Linked DNA regions of Sus scrofa: all the other regions are linked to region 3. A link is a contact called in public Hi-C and HiChIP or PLAC-seq data. All regions are on one chromosome and are shown on one strand. The core of a region is the stretch at or near the end of the contact, and the rest is flanking DNA. Distances in the headings are between cores, read along the strand shown. Region 1 holds the start of SEPT7 (septin-7). Region 2 overlaps LOC102161969 (a long non-coding RNA gene). Region 3 overlaps EEPD1 (endonuclease/exonuclease/phosphatase family domain-containing protein 1). Region 4 holds the start of HERPUD2 (homocysteine-responsive endoplasmic reticulum-resident ubiquitin-like domain member 2 protein).

Region 1 (3,018 bases), core at 229-2,728, 360 kb after region 3:
GTCCTCTCAAAATGTAACTTAGCAAAAGGAAATGTGTTAGAAAAAAACATTTATTTCCTACAATACACCCAGTATGAAATGGAACTCAGGAGTGGAAAATGTGAATGAAATGGCCCTGGTTCTTTTTCCAATGCGTAGGGGAGGAAAGGAAATGAAAAGGCTTCTTAAGAGAATAAATGAGAATACTGAAATGCTTCCAAAAATGAATTTCGTTAAATATCAACAGTCCGTATCTCCGACTCCCTCCCTTTTCCAGCGACCCTTCCCACCCTTTCCGCTCCTGGGGAGGGCGCCCTTCCTAAGCGCACTCTTTTACCATTTTCCTAAAAATTTAGCCCAAACCAGGCTCATTATCCTTCTTACTCAAGCCTCGCCCGCCATCCACCGGCCTTTGGGGCCGCGCCGGGGGCCGGGGGGAAGCCCCGAGAGGCGGGGAGAAGGTGCGAGGAGGCAGCGCGGCTCAGCCGCTGCAGCCGCCGCCGCCTCCACCGCAGCTTCAGCCTGGTGCATCCTTCTTCCTCCCTCCCCGCCGCCGCCCTCCCCGGGTCAGCCCACACAGCACCCTCACCCGGGCGCGCGCACACACCCCCACCCTCCTCTCCAGGCCCCCTCCTCCACGAGGGGAGCTCCGCGGCGGGTGCTGCGACCGCCGAGCGGGGGAAGCAGGGCCGCAGAACAGGCGGGCCAGGGAAAGACGACCCCGCTCGGGCAGCTCCGTCCGCGGAGGCCGCGGGTCCGGTGTGGCGGCTCACGTCTCCCGGCCCCCCATGCCCGCCCGCCGCGGCACAGGAAATGCCGCCGCCTCGGCTCTCCGCACATTCAATTCAAACTGTCACCGCCGCCGCCGCCTCCCCTCCCCCCGGGCCCGCCGCCACCGCGCCCCGGGCCCTTCGTCGCCCCCGCCCCACCTTCTTTCGCCGCAGCCCCCCGCCTTGCTCCAGGGCGTTACCCTCGCCCGGCCAGACGGCCGCAGAACCCTCCTGCGTCCAGACCCGCCGACCCGAGTCGCGACGGCCCAAAGCTGAGACTCACCCATGGTGCTGCTGTTGACGCTCCTCTCCTCAGCAGCAGCGGATCTCGCACTGACCGACATCCCCTCCCCCCTCCGCGACCAGCCCGGGAGCAGCGCAGCCCGCCGATTCTCCAAAGCCGCCTACGCCGATTTCGCGGCGTAGCCGCCCGGCGTCGCTGCCCCGCTTACGCAGACGACCGCAGGAGGACTCCTCCACTGGCTCTCGCCTGACTCCGACTCCCTCCCCCGCCCCCTCAGACTAGGCTTCCGGGCCCAGAGGCGGCTGGTTTCAATCTCGCGAGATTACTTCCTCGGCGCCCTGCCGACTTGCTCGTTTTTCGAGCATGACTTCATTGGCGTCAGCACTCTTTTGCTCTTCTGGTTTGGCCGCCATGTTAAAATTGGCGGGATTTGGCACCTTTGGGGTCACGGACATTCAGGCCTCTGTGCGTGTTTCTTCAACACTGCCTCTAAGGTTAACGCCTTACGTTTGTGGGTAAAAAGCCTGGGGACGCTGAGAGGGAGGGGCCGGTTGGGCGCGAGGGTGTGGTTTTGCCCGAATCAAAGATGGCCGCCGTAAATGCAGCCCCGCACAATTTCACGTCAGGTTTTGGAGCTGGGAGAGCCGCCGGATTGGCTTTAGCGCCTCCTTACGAAGTTGGCGTAAAGCAAAGAGGCGCCGCTGCAAGAGGCCAGAGCGGGAGGCTATGATTGGGGCGGGGCCGCGTCCACCCCTGGGCTCCTAGCTACTGACCTGGCGGCAACGCCCGTGCCAGTGAAGAGAGACCCTTAAAGGCAGGTGCCTATGCCCCAATCTATACCTGTTTACTCAGTTTGACTTTCGGAGTAGAAACTGAGATTAGGCCCTGGTTAACCCGACATTGCCCTCGCGCTGTCGCTTTCTGGTGGCCTGGCAGAGCCAAGAGGTCAGCTGCTGCAGCTTCCACTGCGGATTCTCCACGGTCACATTCATTCGTGTTGGCTTAGCTCGTTGGTGCAGGTTTGGTCCTCGTGGCGCTCGCACTCTATCTAGTTAAGGAAATGAATGGACACACGTGAAACTATTGGCTATCAGTTAAAGATTAATGAAGGGTTAAAGTGTGTGGTTAATTAGCAGTGAATGTCTCCGAGTCGTTGGAACCTTCGCCAAATACTTTCTAGTAAAAGTAGCCTCACTTTGCTCAGAGCAAACCCTGGTCTTTTGTACTTTCCTAAAAATTAATCGCTGTCTTAATTCATGCACACGAGTTATCTTTCCTGTTAAGCTGTATGTTATGGAGGATTTTTTTTTTTTAGTTTATAATATTCTGTTAATTTCTGCTGTACAGCAATTTCTGCTGTGTATCTGCTATACACAGATACACATTCTTTTTTTTCACATTATCCTCCATCACAAGTGATTAGCTATAGTTCCCTGTCGTATGCAACGGAGCAATTGTATATGAGCTCGCACAAGCGTGTTCATAACAGCATTGCGTGTGTGTGTGTGTCGGGGAGTGTAGTTATCTGGGAGTTGTTTGTTTGTTTTGGCTGTTCTGGGGATGGGGATGGACCCCACAGCCACAAACTGTAACCAGAGTCACAGCAGTGACAATGCTGAGATCCTTAACCCCGAGCCATGAAGGAGCTAATTTCAATGTCCATTTACAGGAGAAGGAATGAATAAGTTACATCATTGGACAGACTGACATACACAGAATGGTAAAAATGGAAATTAATGAGAAGCTACTAGTATTAATTTGGAGTTCATTAACATAATATTGAGAGGGGGGAAAACAACTCACAGAAGATGTATATGGTATACCATAAATAAAAGTTTGAAAATAAACTGTGAGATCAAACTGAAAATCATATAAGGAAGTTGTAGATACCAATTCAGAATAGCAGTTACTTCCTAAGAGGAATAGAAGGGAAGGTAACTGAGTTCACTTGTAGTATGTTTTATTTTCCACCAAAAGTAATACGCAAAAAAATGTGGCAAAACCTTAAAGGTAGCTGGAGGATAC
Region 2 (3,153 bases), core at 312-2,811, 430 kb after region 3:
GTGGAAGTCTATATGCATGCTTGGCCTCTGCGTCGGTAAAACATCTTTGAAGAATCCACAACTCTAAGGGAAGTTCCCTTGGCTTAAGCAAGAACCTACTTTTACTAAATTTCTGCCATTTCCTTGCAGCTCTGGCAAATAAGGCATTGTCTGGGATCTGAGACAGTCAGTAAAGAAGTCTCTGCAGGCAGCAGCAGCTCTGGAATTTCCCACAGCCACTCCTCCAACAATCTTCTAAAGTCATTAGTACTTTGATTGAATTAGATACAGAGTTTAACGGGAAGTTAGCCACTGCAAATTTTATGAAAACAATTTTAAAAATTATCCCCTAAGAATTTTTGCCAGGACAGGATTTTCTAATCTCTTCCTCATGGAAAAACTCCTTTTAATGTGAGTTTCCCCGACAGAATCCTGTTTTGAAAGAATTTGTTTATAAGCAAACACATTTGTTAAATAATAATGAATTTATCTTCCCAAGAGGAAACCAAGGAGTCAAGCTTTTTTTTTTTTTTTTTTCTAACTAAAATCATCCTTGAGGCTTTTGAGTAAACGATTCCTTAAAGCTTCCTGCAAAACTGAAAATTGCTAAAAAAAAAAAAAAAAAAAAATTGCTAAAGAAATTCTCCCCTGCCCCCTCAGATGGTGGTTATTATTCTCCTAAACTGCTAGGTTTTAGGTTTGAAACTGGGTTCCAGAGGGCGCCAGGCAGATAGCACCCATTTAATAAAAGCCCGTGACTTGCCCTGGGTCTTTTGCTATGGATTTACCCTCTTTCCTGGCAATAAGTGCTCTACTGTGGCAGTTACTCCTGCCTAAGTTTGTCCCTGCTTAGGTGTCCTGCTGAGTGAGGAGATATGTGTCTGCCAAATTGGCAGAGGTCAGACTTTAGCCCCAGCTTTCTGTTAGCAAGATGGTCAACAAGCAAGCTGGCCTATCCAGCACCCTCTCCCAGGGAGCTGCCCTTTGAGATGCAGAGTAAGTCCTTGTCTCCCTTCAACCTCTTCACCATGGTCTTACTTGATTTGTGGTAAGAAGCTGTTACTTCAGGATGGGAAAAATTTTTTCAAGCAGGAGCATAATACAGCAGTAAATAACACTATTTTCTAAAAGGAAAAGAGGGCATTTTCATTATTTCATCAATTGCAATAGCACTTTGGGGGGAATGATTAGAATAAATAGGAGCTTGGAAATCTGACCTTGGCTGGTGTAAGGCTAGAGAGAATCTGGTGCTTCTTAATTTCCCATTCAGGTTCTCAGTGTTCCAGGAAGCAGTGTGCTCAAGTTTCTTTTCTCCATGTAGTTCTCCTGAATGCCCAGCTTCAGTGCCCGGGTGTTGCTGCCAAAGATCCTGCTGGCACATTCAGCTGCCATTCAAGGAAACAGCCCTTCACCACCTCGCACTTGGAGTCTGTCTTACTGCATAAAACAGGTGGAAGGACGTTTTGCCTTTAGAGTTACTTCTATTGCCCAATGTGAGGAATGACAAAAATCTTCTGTGTATGTTTGGGGGTGGGAAAGACCAGATATTACTGTGAATAGCATTTAATTCGCCATTTGGACAAGCTTACCAGGGCAGCTGTTGTAACTCAGGCAGCAATAACTAACACTTAGTTCTGTTGCTAGGAGGGATTGATAGAAACTTTGGACAAACCATTTAAAAAAATTATGCTCCCATGATACTGCTGAATGTATCACAGATCAACTTAAAAACGGAATATTTGCTAGTATCATAAGAAAGAAGTACAATGAGCATATTAATCAACTAGGATTGTATTTACACTTCCGTTTTCATTCTAATTATTTTCTGCTTTCAGTAAAGTCTTTAGATCTATTGGCAAACATGTGAACGAACACAAGATTTGCAATCTATAGCTACAACTGAGACAGGGTTACCTTTTTTTATATGCTGATAGTCTTATTTACACTAACAAGTTAGTCAACTTCACAATGGAATTTTGTAAGTTCTAACTCGTGAGTTTGTCAATTATCTGTGCTTAGCTAAAGTCTTGAACCCGAGTTTCATTTTCAGTCTTGACACATATATGTATACATACATAAACAATCTCTCTTTCTCTCTCTTTTTTTTTTTTTGCTTTTTAGGGCCGCATGTGCACAACAAATGGAAGTTCCCAGGCTAGGGGTTGCCGGGCTTCGCCACAGCCACAGCGATGCCAGATTAGAGCCCCAACTTCAGCTTATACTGCAGCTCATGGCAACGCCAAATACTTAACCCACTGAACGAAACCAGGGATTGAACCTGAGGCCAGATAATAATCAGGGTTGTTACCAATAAGCCACAATGGGAACTCCTCTTTTATGTTTTATATAAAGAAAAGGACTATGTTAGTATTTAAATAGTAGTTATTTTCATTAAATTAAATTTACAATTTAGTGGAAGATAAAAATGTGACTAGTTGAAGTAAATTATTCCTCGAAAATGAATTTACAACATAAAATTATATAAATCTCAACACTATCAATTAAATCTCTTCAAGATTCCCTAGATCTTATTAATGTGCATCAGTTTTAAAAAAAAATAGTTGCATGGTTTTGCCTTCATCCTTTCTTTTTTTGTTGAACATATCCAGACCAATAATAAAGAATACAATTGCTCCCATTTCATAATGGGTTTAGGACAGACATTATTGATATAGTTAATGATTCTGTTTTACCAGCAAAACATAGAATTTAAAATTGACCTTGGCTTAAATTGATTTATTTTAATTTGGTTATTTGATGGAAGCTGGAAGGTTGGACACAGAGTAAGAGCCATCTGGCCTGCCCTGTCTCTGTTCATCCTGACCACTCACTACTTTGGCTTACCTACTGGGTCTGTCTACTTTTTTCATAAGTGCCTCAACTTCCCTGAGTCAATGCCCACATGGCCTCAGCTATAGTACTGTTCAATCTGGTCTGTCCTGTCCAGTAACTGCCACTCACCTGTGCCAGTCTCTCTGTCATTCTTGGTGCCTGATCAGGCCCAGCAGCCTCTGCCAGTTTGGCCATCTACTTCCTAACCCATGTCTCAACAACTCCTATGGTGTCTTCTTCTGCCATCGTGTTTTATCCAACACTCTTGCTTTCTGCCTCTCTTGGCAGCTATCAGTTTAGCTGCTGGCACTTGCTTATACCCACATACTGATAAAGCCAAAC
Region 3 (3,059 bases), core at 419-2,918:
CCGGTTGGCGGCATCGGCAGAGAGAAGATATTCCGGGTCTCCCCTGGGCTTCTGATGTGAGCATCCGGCTCCTCGAGGGCCGGACGGGCTCCTTCCTTGAGAGTCCAGAGAGGTCCACACAGGGCGCAGGCGGGCGAGGCCGGGGCTGAGGCCGGAGCTCGGGCTCTGCATCTTCACCCGGAGGGCGAGCTCCTCGCCTCCGGGGTTGCGGGTGGAAAACCGACTTGGCGTCATCATCGCTCGTGCTTAATGTTGGCCTCACTTGGCTCTAGGGTGACCCCGCTGCTGTTCCGAGGGCCCTCCTTCCTGCTGCCGTCCTTCTCCGTGTAAAACTCGGCGAGCACGGGGCAGTGTTCCGAAGCCACTCCGCCCCAGGACCAGTTGTCTGGAATCCAAGGGTTCGTGAGGCCTTCTCTCACGACAGCCCAGTGACCTGGAGGCAGAGGGGAGAGGGACCCAGAGGTCAGGCTGGGGGCTGGGAGGTCATAGGCCAGCCGGCAGCGGTGGGGTGGGCTCCCCGACAAGACCCCCCCAGCCATCCTGTCTGCCTGTGCAAACTGTCTCAGCTCAGAACGAGGTCTGTCCAGGACACACTTGCCTTCCCCCGCTGCAGATCAGTGAGTGCCTTTCATTATTTTTCACACCCTCCTTCACTCTTAAAGTGGCTCTGTTTGAATACAGCCACCTAAAAGTTAACCCCAAAAGAGGCCCACAGAGGAGGGAAATTCGCTTGTGGCTTTTATTCAGACCAAATGATCTGAAAGCATCAGTTCAGACGGGTGTCTCTTACTGGTTTCTGAACAGCACTTATGCTTTACCTGTGAAAACCTTCTTTAAGCTTTTACTGATCCAGATGTTGTCCAGCGTCTTCGAGCCTTGAGGATTCTTGGTGCTGATGTTGGTGAAGGTGTGCGCGGGGATCAGGGGGTGGAATTTCTCCTTCCTCAAGATGTCGTAGTCACTGCTGTCTGGCCCCTGGCCGAAATCCCCTAAGACGATCACATCTTTTTCTCCTGGAAGTAGAAGAAAGAAAGTCAGGAATGAATGAGGTGAAATAAACCAACACTGATCACAGCTCCTTTGAGCGGGAGGAGGACTCTCATTTGACTCCCCAAAGTTATTCTCCCAATTTTTCCAAATTCCTTGCGCAAAACCCCGCCTCTTCCCTGCAACTTTAAGGGTAGGTCAGTGACACATCTGGAGATGTGATGCAGAGATCACTGTTGTTCTGGATCATGGGTTCCAAATCTCACAGCATAGAAGGCTTAAAAGTCACACTTAGATATTTAACAAAAGCTCAACAAACACTTAAGGAGCACAGAGGAGACCTCATGGAGATGCAGGGAGAAGTCGGCCTCTACAAGTCAAGGAGAAGAAACCAACCCCGCCCACACCTTGATCATGGACCTTCCAGCCTCTGGAACTGTGAGAAAGCAAGTGTCTGTTGTCGAAGCCACCCAGTCTGTGGCATTTTGTCATGGTGGCCCGAGGAGACTCAGACAAAGTGGAAAGCTTTTCTTTTTAAAGTATTTCAACATTTCTGTCAGAGTTTGATTTACTAGAGTAAGTGAGATAGTTGTGAAGTCTTTTCCAAAGTGAGTAGATCATTCAGGAAGGCCAGATGGCCTAGCTACATTCCCTGGGATTCCCACTGACGGCCCAACTGGACCGTCACTTCCTGTCTCGAGGTTCCCTTCAGTGGAGCCAGGTTACCGCAGGGAACGGCATTCTTGTCACACCCTTCAAGGGAAGCTTTAAGGAAAGCAGTTCATAAACGAGGGCCAAATGCATCTGAGACCCTCAGCAAATCTTTTTCCTTGATGCAAATGTGCTTCAGTAATAATGGCTGGAGAAAGAAATTGAAAGGGAAATAACACAAAGCTACCAGCAGAGGGCACTCGTGCCCTGCCCGTGACCGCCTCCTCCAGGGGGCGCGAGGGACAGAAGCCTTTTCCGCAGTCACAGTGTGACCCACAGAGATGTAATCCCTCCTGCTAGATCACAGCTACCTTGGCACCCAGAGCAGGGCAAGCCCAACCAAGCTGTCTTGAGAAATCAGTGCCAACTTCCCACAGGAAAGCCAACTAGAGAATATTACTACTGACAAGTTACACGTGGCCAGGGCTCATGACCCTCTGCTGAGCCCTCGCAGGGTATCAGGCCCTGAGAGGTGGAAGGGTTTGCTCACATCCCCCAGGCAGCTCTCAAACCCAGGGCTCTTAACAAAGAGCGAGAACAGAAAAGCCCCCCATGCCTGGAGCAGAGCCTGCTGCCTGGCAGACCCTCGATCCACACGTGTGGAATAAATGGTGACAGAGAGACGAGAAAAACCTCAGATTTAAAGTGCAGGGTATTTTTGAAAAGAAAGAAGAGAAAGATGCTACATTTACTGAATATCACGGAAAACGGATATTAAGAAAGATGGAGGCAGAAGGTTCCCACGTAGAGCTTTTTTCACGGGGATGCAAGCCTATAAAGTTTGGACTGGAAAAGACAATTCCGAAACCAGGAGAGACGCTGGTGCCAAGGACCAATAAACTCAGCTCTGTGTAATGTCAGGGATGACAACACAGCTCTTTTTTTTTTCTTTGTCTTTTGTCTTCTTAGGGCCGCACCCTCGGCATATGGAGGTTCCCAGGCTAGGGGTTGAATCCGAGCTGCAGCTGCCAGCCTATGCCACAGCCACAGCCATGCCTCTGTGCCCTACACCACAGCTCATGGCAACGTCAGATTCTTAACCCAGTGAGTGAGGCCAGGGATCGAACCTGCGTCCTCATGGATGGTAGTCAGATTTGTTTCCACTGAGCCACGATGGGAACTCTGACACAACTCTTTTTGAACTGAATCATCCAGGTTTCTTACAACTCATCTTCTTCCTCTCTCTCTTTTTGTTTTACAGCACACCTGAGGCATACAGAGGTTCCTGGGCTAGGGGCCAAACTGGAGCGTCAGCTGTATGTCTACACCACAGCCACAGCAACACAGGATCTGAGCCACATCTGTGACCTACACCACAGCTCGCGGCAACACCGGATCCTTAACCCACTGAGCCAGGCCAG
Region 4 (2,860 bases), core at 307-2,806, 460 kb after region 3:
TGAACTCTAAATAATGCCTGTCGCAGTGAAATATACATTCCATCTTAATACTAATAACATATACTTCACAGTGTCAAGTGAAATGACCACATTAAAGAATTCCTGGAAGTCTGAGTCACAAGCGTTAAGTGACAGGAGCTTATAGTGGGTGTGGTGGTTGGGGAGACCTTCTGGTTTAAATAGGAACTGGACATAAAAGAATTCTTAGAACAGACAGCTTAGGACATATGGTGGCACAATCATGCCACAAAGGATCCAGCCTCTTTCATTGTTCTGCTCTGCCAACCTCTTAACATAGGCCTTTGTTCTCCTGTTTGTTGCTTCATGACTGAGCTGTGGCTGCCCCATTTATGGCATCACATTCCTCCAGGAAGAAAGACAAGTGGAGGGCAAGGATGAGCTCTGGTCTGCAGAACATGTTCATCTGAAAGCTTTCCTAGAAGCCCCAGCAGCAACTCCAGCTTTCATCTAGAAGTGGGGTGGTCTAGAACTGCGTCAAATGGCTGCTGCTAGGTGTACAGGAGTCTGAATAAGTATTTGTGGCTAGTATTAAGCTTCTATTAGGATGACTAGACAATAGGTAGAAAAAGACCAGGGTCTGCTACCAAAAACCCAAGTCAAAGCAAGCTGTTCTCATTCCATGCTAAAAATAGAGAATTTCACTCTTATTTCAAAAGAGCATTGAGAGGGTACAGTTAAGATATGGTAGGTGATCTACCATAAAGAAAGAGGTGAACGAGGGGGTGTAAGGGATCCTGTTGCATTAGCTGTTGAGAGGAAGAATTTCCTCTGGTCACTAACTTCCACTAATCCCCGTGAAGCTGAGAGGGGAAGAGACCAGGTCCCCAAAGCCCCTTACATTAACTGCTTGCATTCGCCTGTAGTGGAAGCTTGGAGCTATGAAAATGCACGTCTAACAAACTTAACTTACTGCATGGACTCCTAAAACTCGTGCAGAAAATGGAGAGTAAGTCAGCTTTGGGAGGTAGACTGAAGAAAGTTCGCCTTCCCTGTCTAAGCCATAAAACAAAAATAACACTGCCATCCCGCTTCATCTCCCACTGTACTGAACACACAGTAGGTGCTCAGTAAACACTCATCAACTTTAGAGAAGACAAAGGAAAGAAATGGAACTGAGAGTCTGCCAGAACTGTACCAGGTGGCTTACCTACATAGCTCATTTATTGAGCAGCACGCTGTCAGGCAGGCATGACTGTCCCATTTAGAGAAGTAAACTGAGGCTCAGAAAGGTTAGGCAGGGTAAAACGAAAGTAGAAGCAGACTCCGGGCATCTGAACTGAAACCCTTCTCCTTAAGTAATGTTGTCTCACAGTCTCTGCTCCGCCAAAGCTCCAGTGCTTTACAGACAGCCGACACAAGACATTTTGAGCAGAAGTTTGATTCAGCATCGGGAAGGACACTAACTTTTGCAAAAACAACGCTAAGGGTGGAGGAACACTTAACAAGTCTTTAGGGTTTGGTCAAAACAGAATGTACTAGCGCCACCTACGCTAGTGGCGAGGCCTGAGGGCCGCTGGGGAGGCGGAGCCGAGCGAAGGGTCAGGCCTGGCGGGCTCAGACGCGCCCGCGTGGCTTCGGGGCGACCCGGAATTCGGTCCGGGGTATCCCTGGTCGGCGCGGGCGGAGAGCAGGCCGCAGGGCCGGGAAGACCGCGCCCCGCTGCGGGCGGCGCATGACGCACTTCCGCCCTGGGTCTTCCAGCTTAAAGGGAACCCGGACCTTCTTCATAACAACAACAAAACTGCGCGCCCGCGGCCGGCGCCTGGGCTCTAGTCCCCGCCCTCCTGCCACCTGCCGCCGCTTCGGTCGCGCCTGGCGGTGCGCCGCCCTGCCTAGCACTGCTCAGACCGAGCGGTCAGGCCGAGAGCGGACCGCGCCCTTCGGCCAACTTCTCCCGCTGCCACCGCGCCGCCTCGCGAGACCCGGGGCCGGGCCGTGGCCGCCGCCAAGCAGCAGGAAGAGAACCTCAGCGGAGGACGCTTGGCCGGACAGTGAGGCCAGTGGCCCTGCCCGGGCGCAGAGGGCGGCGGTGGCGGGCTTTGCGGCCATCTCACAGGTAGCCCTGCTTGTCGCACCTGACCACCCTAAGCGGCCCGTCCCCCTTCTCCAGCCCGCGTTGCGGGACCGTCGCGTAGGGGCCTTGTTGCGTTTCAGTTTGGGGGTCGCGGCGGGGGCGGGGCGGGGGCTCGGGTTGTCGCGCCCTCACCCCTCCTTCCCTTCTCATTGCTTTCTCTCTCTACTCCCGGCCTCCCTCTGCAGTCCGGAGCCCGGCGAAGCCTAGACCTGGCGGGGAGAACTGCACCCTGGGCCGGGCCCCAGACCCCGCCGCCGCTGCCGCCACTGTCCATCATCCTCGGTGCCGGCAATGGCCTTTGTATCGCCCGATGCACTTGTGACTGACTTGGACACGGGATATTAACAACCCACTCGCTTCCGTACCCATCCCAGCCACGCCGGCAGTAACCACCTCGGCTCGTTTAGGCTTAACTGCTGCTCCTTGTGACTCTGTTCGACTTTGGGGGCACCATGGACCAAAATGGGATGGAGATTCCTGTGACCCTCATCATTAAAGCACCGAATCAGAAATACAGTGACCAGACTATTAGCTGCTTCTTGAACTGGACCGTGGGGAAACTAAAAACGCATCTGTCTAACGTGTACCCTAGCAAACCAGTAAGTGTCTAAAAGCTGGGCGCAGCTGCTCTGGCCGGCAGCTTTTCGTGCCAAGTATTCCCTTAACGCCCGCTCATCCCCTCTCCCCCAACTCCCCTTGAATCAAATAGGTCTCTTTTTGACTGCAGAGTATTTTGCATTCCGAGGTTATGTCTCTCTTGAGTGT

The links. Hi-C and Micro-C count contacts between places; a contact is called where the count stands out from the background. HiChIP or PLAC-seq counts read pairs in DNA pulled down with a chosen protein or histone mark.
Region 1: a contact with region 3 is called in an H3K27ac HiChIP or PLAC-seq map of alveolar macrophages. The contact joins the promoter of SEPT7 here to the enhancer-like site in region 3. A contact is called at or near these places in 7 of 47 Hi-C or Micro-C datasets (brain, embryonic fibroblasts, heart right ventricle and 4 more) and 2 of 2 datasets of contacts at active chromatin or transcription factors (alveolar macrophages and skeletal muscle).
Region 2: a Hi-C map of subcutaneous adipose tissue shows a contact between it and region 3, with 4 times the contacts expected there. The contact joins two enhancer-like sites. A contact is called at or near these places in 24 of 47 Hi-C or Micro-C datasets (adipocytes, adipose tissue, alveolar macrophages and 16 more) and 2 of 2 datasets of contacts at active chromatin or transcription factors (alveolar macrophages and skeletal muscle).
Region 4: a contact with region 3 is called in an H3K27ac HiChIP or PLAC-seq map of alveolar macrophages. The contact joins the promoter of HERPUD2 here to the enhancer-like site in region 3. A contact is called at or near these places in 5 of 5 promoter capture datasets (fetal liver, fetal skeletal muscle, liver and 1 more), 8 of 47 Hi-C or Micro-C datasets (epiblast stem cells, fetal skeletal muscle, liver and 4 more) and 2 of 2 datasets of contacts at active chromatin or transcription factors (alveolar macrophages and skeletal muscle).

Annotation. Positions count from the first base shown.
Region 1 is chr18:38,181,876-38,184,893 of Sscrofa11.1, forward strand. SEPT7 (septin-7) reads right to left here and starts at 1,479. Exons shown (of 14, transcript XM_003360171.5): 1 at 1,033-1,479. The coding sequence starts at 1,093.
Region 2 is chr18:38,257,435-38,260,587 of Sscrofa11.1, forward strand. The region is part of intron 2 of LOC102161969 (a long non-coding RNA gene); the gene reads right to left. Among named protein-coding and RNA genes, the nearest start is that of HERPUD2, 26 kb to the right of the region's middle. Within about 2 kb of position 1,562, at least 27 of the 83 cell types and tissues checked have an H3K27ac peak or open chromatin away from gene starts, as enhancers often do. A contact at or near this core is called in retroperitoneal adipose tissue, skeletal muscle and subcutaneous adipose tissue, where this site is marked.
Region 3 is chr18:37,824,688-37,827,746 of Sscrofa11.1, forward strand. EEPD1 (endonuclease/exonuclease/phosphatase family domain-containing protein 1) reads right to left here. Exons shown (of 8, transcript XM_013985720.2): 7 at 819-1,013; 8 at 1-433. The coding sequence ends at 234. Among named protein-coding and RNA genes, the nearest start is that of KIAA0895, 110 kb to the left of the region's middle. Within about 2 kb of position 1,669, at least 20 of the 83 cell types and tissues checked have an H3K27ac peak or open chromatin away from gene starts, as enhancers often do. A contact at or near this core is called in alveolar macrophages, fetal skeletal muscle, mesenteric adipose tissue and 3 more, where this site is marked.
Region 4 is chr18:38,282,964-38,285,823 of Sscrofa11.1, forward strand. It overlaps HERPUD2 (homocysteine-responsive endoplasmic reticulum-resident ubiquitin-like domain member 2 protein), which reads left to right and starts at 1,557. Exons shown (of 9, transcript XM_021078631.1): 1 at 1,557-2,077; 2 at 2,281-2,694. The coding sequence starts at 2,548. It overlaps LOC102161969 (a long non-coding RNA gene), which reads right to left and starts at 1,479. Exons shown (of 5, transcript XR_002340256.1): 1 at 1,169-1,479.